Linked DNA regions of Hordeum vulgare: region 1 is linked to region 2. A link is a contact called in public Hi-C data. All regions are on one chromosome and are shown on one strand. Each heading gives the region's core, a stretch centred on a gene start, on an enhancer-like site or on the middle of the called end of the contact. The rest is flanking DNA. Distances are from core to core; before and after follow the strand shown.

Region 1 (6,779 bases), core at 982-3,481, 240 kb before region 2:
GATGATTTCAGAATTCCAAAATCTCAAAATGGGAAGACGGCACAAAAAGAAACCGATTGATAGGACATAAGTGAAAAATGTACTCGTGATTTTCAAATCAAAGTCAGTATGAGTAAGATCAATGTATTTACAATTGAAAGATACTGATAAATGAGCATCAGAATTTAAGCTTGATTTTTTGTTGTAACAAAATATAGGCGTATAACAACAAGAGTGGTAGATTAAGTCTTACTGCGCTGCCGAGAAGAATATTTTGGCCATATCAAGAACCAAATCCTGACAACCAGTGTCAACCATAATTACAGAGCACCTAAGCGCAGCAACATTCTCCAATATTTTCATCCTTCGCGTAAGATATGGACTCCCAGTGTCTGCAAGCCCTGAAAATTCGCTGATGAAGAGCCTAAATATTTCCTGAGATAAAACAGTTGACATAGTGTTATAGGAGTGTGGCCCTTATCCCAATTGTTCTTTGACATTAAATAACTCAAAAACCAAAAATGGATAATGTTACAGAAATAATCTGACAATATGACTGTTAGGTAGTGTTTCATATTTTCACAACTCTAAATGGTAACGGTACAAGAAGTCACTGACAGACAAGCATGGAAAGTCATGAGTGTTAAATACCTTAAATATTTCGTCAGTAAAAGGTGGATCAGGTGCAAGGATTCGCATAACTTCAATGAAGCAGACAGCAACAAGAAGTCTGACATCCTTGTCCTTGTGGCTAAGTAAAGTGGTCTGGACCAGTGATTTACTCAAAGGACTTAGAGCATCATGCAGAGAGGAGGACTGACTCAACTCTGATAAAGCACTTTCAGCTTGCTGCAGATAATAACAAAAAGATGTTATGGAAGTAAATTCAAATATATTCAGAGAAAAAATAATGAAAAGAAACAACCAATTAAAGAAAATGTCAAGCTGTAAAGTATTAATGCGCTACTCTTTTTCCTTCGGATGATTACAGTGAGCTAGCCTGCATCCCTGTCTTAATAGGTTCAAGGTTCAACTGTCGGAGGGGGTTGTCATAGTATACATGCATTGAACAAAAGTATGCAAATATGTAACCCCTAATGAGAGCTAGAGAACAGTTCAGGTAGAGATCCAACAATGTGTTTGTACAAAGCCATTGCTCTAAACTCCCCCAAACACTCGATCAAATACAAGTACAGTACAGCCAGATCAAAACTGTATTCTCGTATAACAGTAAAAAGGCAACTATCTGTTTCAGGAAAAAGGCAAGGACCGAAATTAACCCACTTGATCTCCAGTTGACCTGTTTATCATGTAAAATGGATCGAAATACTCAAATGTTGTTGACGTTTAAGATAATGAATAGGTTGAAGCCTGAAAAATCATATCCCCTTTATTCCTTATCCATAAGACTCCATTACTAGTACCTTCCTTCATATTAGCAATTCACAAACAGGCAAACTTGAAACAACAGATACTCACAAAATTGTTTGCCAGTAAAATATAAATATGTGAGAATGAACTGAACGCTCTCTGACTGCTTCCAGTTGGCAGGGACTGGTACCTCTTTTAAACAGAAGGGGAAACGTTATGAGTAATCATAAACACCCTAGACCAATGCTGACTTGACACTAAACACCTCCAAGGCTAGATTTGCTCAAACTGTCATGTGAAACATAAGCATGGGGAACATACAACCTAAACCTCTTCAGCATGCCCATGTGTGCCCCATCCCACGAATTGCTACATCATGCTCGAATTCGTCAAGCCATCAGTACCCACGGCCCTCCTAGTCCCATAGAGGTTAGAGCGGACTCATGAACCACAGCTACCTCGAATTTCAGCACTAGCAGGTGCCACTACAGTCAGTGTTCGAGAAACCCCAAAAAAAACCACTAAAATCAGCGGTGCCCTTCAAGCCAACTTCAAAGCCCCAAAAGCAGCACAGCGTCTCGCGAGGAACGGGAACGGGAGCGAGCGGGTCTAGATCGGATGAGGACTGTTGCGGGACGGACGGGGGCGGTCACCTTGAGGAGCTTGACGAGGGCGTCCTTGCCGAGGCGCGGCTGCGCGAGGCGCTTGCCGACCTCGCTCACGACTTGCCCCGGCGAGCCCGACATTGCGCCGGCGGCGGCGGCGGCTTCGATCTCGGGGCGCGAAACCCTGGGCTGGTGGGCTAGGAGGCGGTGGGGGTTGGGGTGAGGGCCGGGAGGGGAGGGGAGGCCATGGATGGAATTGCGAGTACGGGAAAAGGCAGTCCGTCTCAGAGAGGGGCGGGCGTGTTTGGGGTTGGGGACGGCAGGCTATTTTGCCGTTGCACCCTCCGGAGCACGCACGCACCTGCCACTGCCGGCGACATTTCCCCCAAGGACCCAGATTATATTCTGCTTAACCAGAGGAGCGAATGTGAAAAAGAAATAATGCCCCAGGATAAAAACAAAACAGGGTATGCGAGACTGATAGCTGTTTCACGCTACATGCGAATGCTGATGGTAAAACCCGTAACCTAAATGTATTTCGCAAAGAAAAATAAAAACACTTAAAATCAGGCGGATGATTTTCCCACCTCTTAAATAGCTTCCCTCTCTCGCCACGTGTCCCTGCGGACCGATGCAGCATTATCTTCTCTGTCATTCAGACCTCGTCGTCTGTCTCGAGCAATCCCCTCCTTGCTAGCGATGTCTCTCTCGGCCCCGGCCGCGGTTCTTGCGGCGATCTCATCGGTTCCGGGGAAGATTACATGCTTCGTCACAAGGTGCGGTGTTGCGAAGCATCGGAGTTGCAATTCAGCTCCGCCGGAGACGTCGGTGCTATTTAGGAGCTTTGTTGCGTGTGCAATGGAGATCGGCCGCAGTTGCAATGGAGTTGCGCCGGAGCATCGTGTTGCGTTGGAGCTCCGGCAGGGCTGCAATGGAGCTCTGCCGGAGTTGCAACGGAGCTTCGTCGGAGCCGTCGAAGATTTTGTCGAGGTTGCAATGAAGCTCGATCAGAGTTGCAATGGAGCTTCGCCGGTGCTGCACCGGAGCTTCACCTGCGGCGCCGGTGCTCCGTTACAGCTTCGTCTCGCTGCTGGTGTTGCTATGAAGCTTTTGCCGACGCTTAATGTTGTCATGGACAACACCTACTGCTACGGATGCACCGCCAGATCGAGCGCCAGATCTAACGGCTCGCTAGCGGATGATTTCTTCATGAAATCATCCGTCTGACCCATAGCAGCGGTCGAAGAAAAAACTCAAGAAATTAGTTTTTTCCTTTCAAGAACACTCGCTCGAGGAGTCGGGAGGACCACGACACCACGCAAATTGGTTTGCCGCCCATGGGAAGCAGCTCCCGCGCTCGGAGCATCGGATGAGACGGATTGGGTCGAGGCTAGGGAAGGCATGCACTAGCCCAATTCAACCCACTACCACACTACGGGGTTTTTTCTTTTCTCTTTTTTAAAAAAAGTTGGGGTCCAAAGGACAAAGACTTTTCCATTAGACAAGCACTCGGACATATGCGCGTGCATTGCAATGAAAAAAATATGTATTTACAAGCACAACACTTCATGCTCCGCTACGAGAAAAACGCTAGTCACCCCATGACCAAAACGACCATCGATGCAACACTATATCCAGACAGTGTCACCACCTGCACGGAGGCGCACGTCAAAGTCTTGAAGAAACGCGGGGACTATGTTACCCCCTTTGTCATGCATTATTAGACTGGTGGACCACTTAGCGTGAGTTGCACATTTATCACGAAGTTAGCCTTAGCGTCGATGGTAAGGATATCTCCAATGCGAGGATGTGGCATTGTGGCTCCCATGCCCACATCCTCCCACCAATGGATAGTAAAATCGACAAAGAAGAAAAAAATGATTTTTTTAGTGCAAGATGTTCCTTTGGGTGATGTCAAAAACTGCTTGAAATTGATTTTGTCTTTTTTGCCACACGCTCCTCAAATGTCCAAATGCCCCGAAAATTTACACGCATTCTAGCATCTTGCGAGCCAAAAAAGATTCAGATTTTGTTGATATTTTTCTTTTCATCGAATGCAGATGAGCCGAGGGACCATCTTATGAGCCTCAGTCGCACATTAATCATGAAGTAAGCCTTAGCTCCGGTGGTAAGGATATCTCCAATGTGAGGATGTAGCGTTGTGGCTCCCGTGCCCAGATTCTTCCAGCAATGAATAGTAAAATCAAGAAAATAAATATAAAAGTGATTTTTGGAGTGCAAGATGTTCCTTTGGATGATGTGAAAAACTGCTTGGAGCTGATTTTGTCTTTTTTGTCACATGCTCCTCGAAGGTCCAAACACCCCGAAATTTTGCACGCACTTTAGCATCTTATGAGCCAAAAAGGTTCAGTTTTTTTATATTTTGCTTTTCATCAGATGCAGATGAGCTGAGGGACCATTTTGATTATTATTATGGCTAATCTAGTTTAAATGTGTCATTGTCCATGTAGCCCACAATCATTTTTTCTTTTCTTGTTTGAACACACCAACAATGAGATCAATCCATTTAACAGATGCACCACGTCCTTCATTTCTTTTAAAGGTTTCCTTGCATGTCTGCTCATCGTGCGGTTCATTCCTTTTAATTGTCCGCTTTTACCATCCATTTTTTAGACCATCTCTAGCAGACTCCGTACAAAACCGACCCGCAAAAGTCGCTTGAAGTTCGCGAAAAAACGCTTTTGCGGGCCGGCGTGAGCGAATATCCTTTTATACGGGTCCGTTTTGCGGGGTGTGCTCGACGCCGTCCACACCGTCCCGCAAAATCTGTTATTTCCCTTCCAATTTTAAACATGAAAACATTTTATTTGCTTCTTTATTTTTTCAAAGGCATTGTATACATCATAATTCACCAAATCTATGCTAAAACAGCAAGACCAAAAAAACAAGAACCATAATTATGCATTTTAGAAGATATCCAACTTCCATAACTGCTCCCACTAGTTGGATTAACATCTTCTCCATGCATTCATTGTTGATCTGGGATTCTTCATATTACATTCTTCATTCTTCTTCTAAAGAATTAGACGTTGCTTCCCCTCTAAAATCGTCTCTAATTGCACATGCAGCTGCATCGTTAGCCTCAATTATACTAAGGATTGCACGAACATCTATTAAGTTTCTTTCTATCAATAAATCGATGTATTCTTCTTTCCAATACCGAAATGAGCATCCACCTTGTGTTGGAAATATGCCCTAGAGGCAATAATAAAATTGGTTATTATTATATTTCCATGTTCATAATAATCGCTTATTATCCATGCTAGAATTGTATTGATTGAAAACTCAAATACATGTGTGGATACATAGACAACACACTGTCCCTAGTGAGCCTCTAGTTGACTATCTCGTTGATCAAAGATGGTCAAGGTTTCCTGGCCATAGGCAAGTGTTGTCACTTGATAACGGGGTCACATCATTGGAAGAATGATGTGATGGACAAGACTCAAACTATAAACATAACATATGATCGTGTCAGTTTATTGTTACTATTTTCTGCATGTCAATGTATCTGTTCCTATGACCATGAGATCATGCAACTCCCGAACATCGGAGGAATACCTTGTGGGTTATCAAACGTCGCAACGTAACTGGGTGACTATAAAGGTGCTCTACAGGTATCTCCAAAGGTGTCTGTTGGGTTGGCATGGATCAAGACTGAGATTTGTCACTCCGTGTGACGGAGAGGTATTTCGGGGCCCACTTGGTAATACAACATCACAATAAGCCTTGCAAACAATGTGACTAAGGTGTTAGTTACGGGATCTTGTATATTACGAAACGAGTAAAGAGACTTGCCGGTAACGAGATTGAACTAGGTATGGTAATAGCGACGATCGAATCTCGGGCAAGTAACATACGAAGGACAAAGGGAATAGTATACGGGATTATATGAATCCTTGACATAGAGGTTCAACCGATAGAGATCTTCGTAGAATATGTAGGAGCCAATATGGACATCCGGGTCCCACTGTTGGTTATTGACCAGAGAGTGTCTCAAGCCATGTCTTCATAGTTCTCGAACCCGCACGGTCTGCACACTTAAGGTTTGTGACGTTTTGGTATAGTTTAGTTATATGTGTTGGTGACCGAATTTTTGTTTGGAGTCCCGGATGACATCCCGGACGTCACGAGGAGTTCCGGAATGGTCTGAAAACGAAGATTGATATATAGGAAGTTGCTATTTGGATTCCGGAAGGTTTTCAGGCATTGCCGGCAGTGTACCGGGAGTGACGAATGGGTTCCGGGGGCCCACTGGCTGGGCCCACCATGCCCCAAGGGGTCCACATGGGTTTATTGGATATGCAATAAGGTATAATGGGCTGACAAAGTCATCCAAGGAAAGCCCATGAGGAAAAAGTGGAAAATCCAAAAGAGGTGGGAAATTAAGGAATGAGTCCTAATCCAAGTGGGATTGGAGGAGGACTCCTCCCTCCTCCACTTTGGCCGACCCAAGGGAGACTCCCTTGATGCGCCAAGGCTGCCTCCTCCCTCCTCCTATATATACTAGAGGTTTAGGGCCGTTGAGACACAACTTTGCCACGTGCAACCCTAAACCTCTACTTCATAGTTCTTCCTCTAGATCAATTTTCTGCGGAGCTCGGGCGAAGCCGTGCAGGAATACATCACCACCACCGGAGCGCCATCGCGCTGCCGGGAACTCATCTACATACCCGTTATCTTGCTGGATCAAGAAGGCGGAGATCGTCATCGAGCTGTACGTGTGCGGAACACGGAGGTGTCGTCCATTCGGCACTTGATCGGGATGGATCATGGAACGGATCGTGAGACGGTTCGCGGGAC
Region 2 (6,793 bases), core at 2,767-5,266:
ACACAGATGGGGATTTGTTAATTCAATCTCTCACTGAAACCTATCAAATGCATGTCAAAGAAGAACTAAGTTTCTATAAATGTGTAGATGACTTTTTTAAGCTTCTGCATTTTTTACCTAGATTTTCTTCTCTGAATTTTACAAAAAAACCTAAAAACCCAGTCGTCATCTGCACTCCTAAAACAAACTAGCCAGAACCGCATTCCTAAAACAAACTAGCTAAAATTTGACAACTACAATACTTCTTTACATAACTCTTTTGATATGACATGGTGGGCGGCGTCGGCGGGGCCGACGGCGTTGGTAGGGGCGGGCGGGGCGGCGTCGAGCGGGGCATCGTTTGGCGGCGTCGGGTTGAGTGTCGGGCGGGGCGACGGCGGGGATCGAGAGGAGGACAAGGGTTCAAATTTGTCCAACGAAATCACTATTTAAAAATATTATTGTTTAAATTTGTCCAACGAAATCACTATTTAAAAATATTATTGCTGACGTTGGTTAGAAACGGTGCGTGACGATCAAGAGTTGTGCCTAGCCATTTCGAAATCACTATTTAAAAATATTATTGTTTAAATTTGTCCAACGAAATCACTATTTAAAAATATTATTGCTGACGTTGGTTAGAAACGGTGCGTGACGATCAAGAGTTGTGGCTAGCCATTTCTCCACTAATATAAGATGACGGTGGCGGTGTTCCGTAGTGAAGGACATACACATTCCTAAGTTTTCATAGGATATTTTCTGTTTCCATTGTATTTTTTTCCTTAATTAATACAACACAAATACTCCCTCTATAAACTTTTATACGACAAAGCCCATCTTGATAGACAGTGTATTGGATAATATGCCAGTCAGTCAAAGAATGCACCTTGTAGGAACACAGTTAACTAGTGCTATGCTACCAAATTTATAAGAATTGTTCACTGAACGTCACAAGTTACAACTGCAAAAGAATCAACAACCACACACAAATACACAACCACACCGACAATGGGAACACAAGCTTTACTCCGCGCCTCAACTGAAACCAAAAGGCAAACAACTGAATCACTACAAGCTTACACCCGTGTACCAGAGTTGAATCTTGGTATAAGACGGCCATAAAATCACAGCGTTTCACCCTGCTCCCGTGCCACGGAAGTTGAAAGGATGGCAAGGCTGTTGTTTAAGAACGTGAGCGCGGATTCACAGTCTGAAATGATTTTTGTGACGGATGAAGGCTCGCTTGAATTTGAAAGTGACCCAGCTGCCATTGCTGTATATGAATCTCGCAGGCTCCTCAAATTTCCAAGGAACTGCACATCACAAATAAAACACTCAAGTCAAAGCATGTTTGTATGAGTAAGGTTAACACTGTCAACACTTAGCCAGAGTATGCTAACTACTTGAAAGGACATGGATTATAAGAGCTATGAACTGTCAACACTTACACAGTAGATGATACTGTGTAATTCTACATAAAGCCATACCATGTTATCTCATACTAATATTTTGGAGATGTTTCATAGAGCAGAATACAAGGAGCTAGCCAGATATTTGGTATTTCTTATACTAAACATAACTTCCAGGCTTGTAGATATTTGAAGCTAGTCAGATTTGATTCTAAATTTGCAGCAGGGTGTTTAATTCCTGTCGGCTAGAGTTAAAAAGATATTATTGCCGGCCATCAGCATTTCAAAAATAACACCAGTAAGGTTTAGTACGGAAACTATTTTTGAGTTTTTCACAGGGAAAAACAAACATCTGTCCTGTGCATTAAGTTCATGTTGCAGGAAAATAATTTGCCTATAATAATAACAAGTGCATTGAAACTTGAAAGAAATGTCATAGAACTATGACAGTATTATGACATACTGAATGCCTACTAACAAATGAACTTTTACTATTTCATCCAATCAAAAGTTCAAATAACCAGATCATGAGATGCAGGCCAGAGATAGACAAGAAATTCAAATGAGCAACAAAGTGATCAATAAACGAATAGAAAAATTCAGATAGTACCTTTAAAAGTGTGTTATAAGCCTCTAACAAGCGGTTAGCAGCTGGACCAAACCCATGCAATTGTGGCACCTCCATCATGTGGGTCCAAGGATGAATTTCCTACAGTGCCAAATAACTTCTATCAACTAACATCTCAAAACACATGGAAAATGATAATCAGAAGTACAAATGATATTCATGTCAAGGTTGCTTGTCTGGAATATAAAGAGGAGGTACAGGGAGAAAATTACATAACGATGCATAAGATATTCACCTTAGTGTATATCATATTGAAGGATTTAACTGTTTCAAGAAATGATTGCAAATGTTCCCTCAACTTCAACTCTGTCTCGGCATAGTCTTCGTTTGGATTATAGTCATACTGGACAGCAGAGACTACACTGTTAGCACAAATAGTATACTGCAGAGTACAGTCAACAAACTAACAAACATGCTATTCACGGGAATTTCAGCTAAAAGTGTACAAGTCTATTTTATATATACGATCAAATCACAGCTGTACGAATACTGAAGTAGGATCCAATGCTGAATTTATACCTTTGAGGCTAGCTCCTGAACCATCTGTTGCAGATTTGACATCTTTTTGGTATACTCAGAGAGCTTCAACTCTAGTTCTGCTATATCAGGCCTGCAAAATGATAATTTAACTCAGTGAAATGGTGGTGGTTCTTGAAATTGCTTGTCAACTGGGAGTCACAAGACAGCAACATAGATTCAAACCATTTAAGGAATTATATGGGTGCTATAACTCTGAAACTTCTAAATAATACAATTGATGACAAGAATATAATGGTTGCACTTACAGGGGGTAAATTGATTGTATTTGGACATCTGCAGGAAAAAGCTTGCACTCCTCTGAAAAAATTTGCGCCTGTTTCTCAGCAATGGAATCTACAAGTTGTACATCCTTTGCCAACTGCTCATCAACACTACCAGGGAGCAATTTGTCAGGTAATTTATATATCAGATGCCCTAATACCGAGGTTAAAACAGCATCTAATACTTTCGGTACAATGAAGAGCATTTTACATCAAATATTCCTTTCTGTTTACAGTGCTGGAAAATGTTTAACTGAAATAGCTACTGATTATCAGTGACTAATGCTTTCGTATAATCAGCATAGCAAAAGTATGCCACAGACAGTAAAGTGTAAAACCAACCTCCACTCTGGATTGTCGGCATAGCAGCTAGCTTCCACCAAGTCAACAATTAGACGGAGGAGCTCCACCCGCTCGTCGTAGCTGCCCCTGCCCTGCAATCCCACAAAAGATGAGACACGCTGGATCTGAGTTTGTGATTCTCACCACACTACACGCCAGAGATCTGTCATCCGTGAGTAACAAAAGCTAATACTCAACAAATGTAAGCCTCAAAGAACAAAGAGCTGCATTCCTCTTACCTGAATCGCCTCAGTGTCGACTGAAGGCGTGATACCGAGGAAATTCGCGATCTCCGCCAAGTCTGCACAACCCCAACCAACCATCAGCACCAGGCGCGAGCAAGCATTTCCCAATCCAGCGCCGCGAAACAGGTGTGCAGAAACCTTACGTTGGATCCTGCTGTTCTCCTCGTCGCGGTCGAGGCTGTCCCCCTGCCAGTTCTGCTGCGTGAAGGGCGATCTGTCGCCGAGCAGCCTCCGGACCACAGCGGCAGCAGCAGGTCAGCAGATGAAACCCTCAATTCGGAAACCCTACGAGCCCCGAAACCCGCGCCGGAACACGCGGCGGAGGCTCGGTCGGGGCGGAAATGCGGGGGGCGGGCGGTGGCGCACGTACCGGAAGAAGAGCCACTCGAGGAGGCGGTAGCGCTCGACGCCGGCGAAGAGGAGCGACTGCGCGGGCGCGCTGGCGCGCGGGTAGGCCAGCACCGCCAGCTTCCGCTGGATCTCCTCCATCTGCTTCGACGCCATGGCGAACCAATCCTCCCCGCTCGCGGCGGCCGGCCGGCTTGGTGGTCGTTGGGCTGTGGGGATCGAGCCGACGGGGACGGCCCAGCGAGCGAGATGGATGACGTTACGCTCGGGGCATTTCTTTTCTTCTTTCTACCCACCGAATTATTTTCGTTTCAAATTTCGAAGGATCGCTTCTCTCTCTATCTCCTAGAGACTAGAGATGGGAGATGGGGCCCGCGTGTCGGGTTCCAGGCCCGGAAAGCAACAGGCGAGCGGTCCAACCAAAGCGGCCGACGGAGAGGGGAGAGGGGGCTAGGCGGCTAGCGCGTGGACGGGTGCGGCTCTCGGCTCGCCACGACGCCCGCATGCCGCCGCCCCGCCGCGCCGGCGCGGGCGACACGAGCGCCTTCTTCGCGGCGACGCTGGTGCTGTGGGCCGTGTCGGTGGGGTTCGAGATCGGCGCGCGGGGCCGCCGCGAGCTGGCCGCCGTGGCCGCCGGCTTCGCCTTCTTCCAGGCCGCCAACACCGCCGTCCGCGCCGCGGTCTCCCGCGACCCGCTCTTCGTCAACACCGCCGTCTCTCTGCTCCACTCCTCCCTCACCTCCGCCTCAGGTCTCGCCTCTCTTTCTCCCCCCCTCCCCGAACCCTCACATTTCGTCCCGTCGCTTTTCCCGTGCACGTGCTTTGGGTTAATCGCCTAGTAGAAGAAAGGGTACGCCCGCCTAGTTGACTTCCAGCGTTGCGCGAATTTGGTGGGGATAGAGAGGGCGCGGCAGATTAATCAGTCCGTAAACCCGTTGATGCTTGAAGCTTGATGCAATTTGGTCGGCCCTGGACAAAAGGGAGCACTATGAGCTATGTACTGTTAGTGTTAGTATCGTTGTTCACTGTGATGCTGCTTACTTCTGCTGTTGAGAATTGTCTCCGTTTGAGCTTCGATTGGCTGAAATTGTGCAGGATTTCTCAAAGCCCATATTGCTTGCTACCTCGCTGTTTATAGCATGTTCGGCTTCTAGAGGTTGCATGGTTTCAGTTTCCATGTAAATGTGGCAACCATGCAATGGCCTTGCGTGCAAATACTTCCATGTTTTCCATTCAAAATTGCCAACCCTTAAAAAGAATGGTGATGGTATAAAGTGTGTTCAGAAGAGTTCACTAGTTTGGCACCAAATATCTCCATTTTGTCTGTCAGTTGGGCGGCAAATCAGCACCTAGTGCCTAAACACCAATTAGGTGGGCCTAGGAGGGATAAAATGGCTAGCAGGAAGGGTGTCACCTAGTGCCTGGTGGCCCTCTAGTTGCACTAGGCGGCTGACTTTTAGAACGCTACCTTTCTAACAACATCACTTTTCATGCACTACTTCTTCGCACATACTTATTGCCAGTAAATCTCTCGCGCCAAATTGACAATGGCTAAGCAAAATGATAGAAATGGAAATTTATGTCCTAGATGGTCGGATATGTGCCATTAGATTTAGAGGTGCTGCTCAAGATAGTTAGGAAGTTGTAGAGCCTTCCCTCTGCAGTATTTAAAATTGTTGACCCTTCTTTTAAATGGATGGCTACATAGGTGTGTAATGCATATTCTCGAAAGCTTACTAATTTTTTTTTTGGTAGATATTTATCTCTTTAGTTTGTTCCATTGATGCTGCCATGTGTTATTTAATTCTTAGGCTTGTTGATCTCTATCTCACTCCTATCTCGACTTGCAGTTATCTTTGTTCTGTTGTGCCAATGGCGCACCAAGGGCCTTGAGAACATGTTTCAGCATGAAGAATTAGTTGGTAGCAGTTGGATTGGAGCATATTCTGCTCTGTGCTTTTCATGTGGCTACTTTGCTTATGACCAATTGGATATGCTCCGCTACCGGCTATACAGTGGATGGATTCCTGGGATTCTGATGCATCACCTTATTCTGCTCATTTGCTTTACGCTAGCTCTGTATCGGAATGTGACAATCAACTACCTAATTCTCACTCTTCTATGCGAGGTACATATATCTCTTCTCATATTTTCTGGCATTTAAATTTGTTAACAAAGTTGATTTACTTGGTCTTCAAATAGTTTTTTGTCTTATCATTTGCCGTGAGGTTAATATTTACCCAGTTGTTGACGAATAGGTGTGTACTCCTCAAGAGAGGATCCTTTCATTGCACTTATAAATTACACTGGACCTAAATTGTGACCAACAGGCCATCTTAGTGGCCTGTGATGTAAATCAGTACACCATCATTGCCTCTCCAACTCAGGATTGCGAGCTGCTGTCACACACATGGCCATAGTCGGTAGGTCGCCACATCAATAAGTTGTAGCTCAAACTTTATTGCAGTAAACCTTCTGCCGGAATGATAATACAAAGTGGACGTAGAGAAGACCTTTCAGGCTTTCACTTTATCATTCAGTATGACCTTGAAGGCTAACTGTTTTGATTTCCCAGCTGGACTTTAAAGTTTAAACCACTCGACAGTAGCCATTGCAGTTCCTTCTTCATGTTCACTAAAATTGCTAGAATACAATATTTTGAGTTCTTGCATGGGTCAGCACATCACATTGCTAGAATAGAATATTAACGAGGCATTCATTTTTTGTTTTAAGAACAACGTTATCGAAATAATTAGTTCTGCTCAGTCTCCACTGTAATCAGTGGGGAAGGTATACATTTGGAGCATACACTTTCCTTTCACTTGTGAGAATTTGTATGGTCTGCGTCCATTCTACCAAGGAAATACTAATCAGCAAATTTAGGAGTACATTCTACCCTAGAAAAACTAAATGTCAGCTGAAAAATCGCGAATCGATATTTTTCCCGAATACTAAACGCCCGAAAAAAAAGCGAGTACATTGTACCATGGGAATACTAAAACATCAGCTTAAAAAGTAGGTCTCGCCGGGATTCGAACCCAG

What was found. Hi-C and Micro-C count contacts between places; a contact is called where the count stands out from the background.
Region 1: a contact with region 2 is called in a Hi-C map of seedling, with 5 times the contacts expected there. The contact joins the promoter of LOC123444788 here to the promoter of LOC123444785 in region 2. A contact is called at or near these places in 3 of 6 Hi-C or Micro-C datasets (leaf and seedling) and 1 of 1 datasets of contacts at active chromatin or transcription factors (embryo).

The regions. Positions count from the first base shown.
Region 1 is chr3H:536,460,471-536,467,249 of MorexV3_pseudomolecules_assembly, reverse strand. LOC123444788 (sister chromatid cohesion protein PDS5 homolog A-B) reads right to left here and starts at 2,231. Exons shown (of 28, transcript XM_045121636.1): 1 at 2,004-2,231; 2 at 631-828; 3 at 233-414. The coding sequence starts at 2,096.
Region 2 is chr3H:536,218,580-536,225,372 of MorexV3_pseudomolecules_assembly, reverse strand. LOC123444785 (AUGMIN subunit 7) reads right to left here and starts at 4,016. Exons shown (of 9, transcript XM_045121628.1): 1 at 3,774-4,016; 2 at 3,547-3,632; 3 at 3,398-3,459; 4 at 3,159-3,250; 5 at 2,802-2,927; 6 at 2,536-2,626; 7 at 2,252-2,359; 8 at 1,999-2,097; 9 at 886-1,292. The coding sequence starts at 3,907. The coding sequence ends at 1,104. LOC123444786 (TLC domain-containing protein 2) reads left to right here and starts at 4,102. Exons shown (of 3, transcript XM_045121629.1): 1 at 4,102-4,501; 2 at 5,602-5,879. The coding sequence starts at 4,117. TRNAQ-UUG (a tRNA gene) reads right to left here; the gene lies at 6,769-6,793.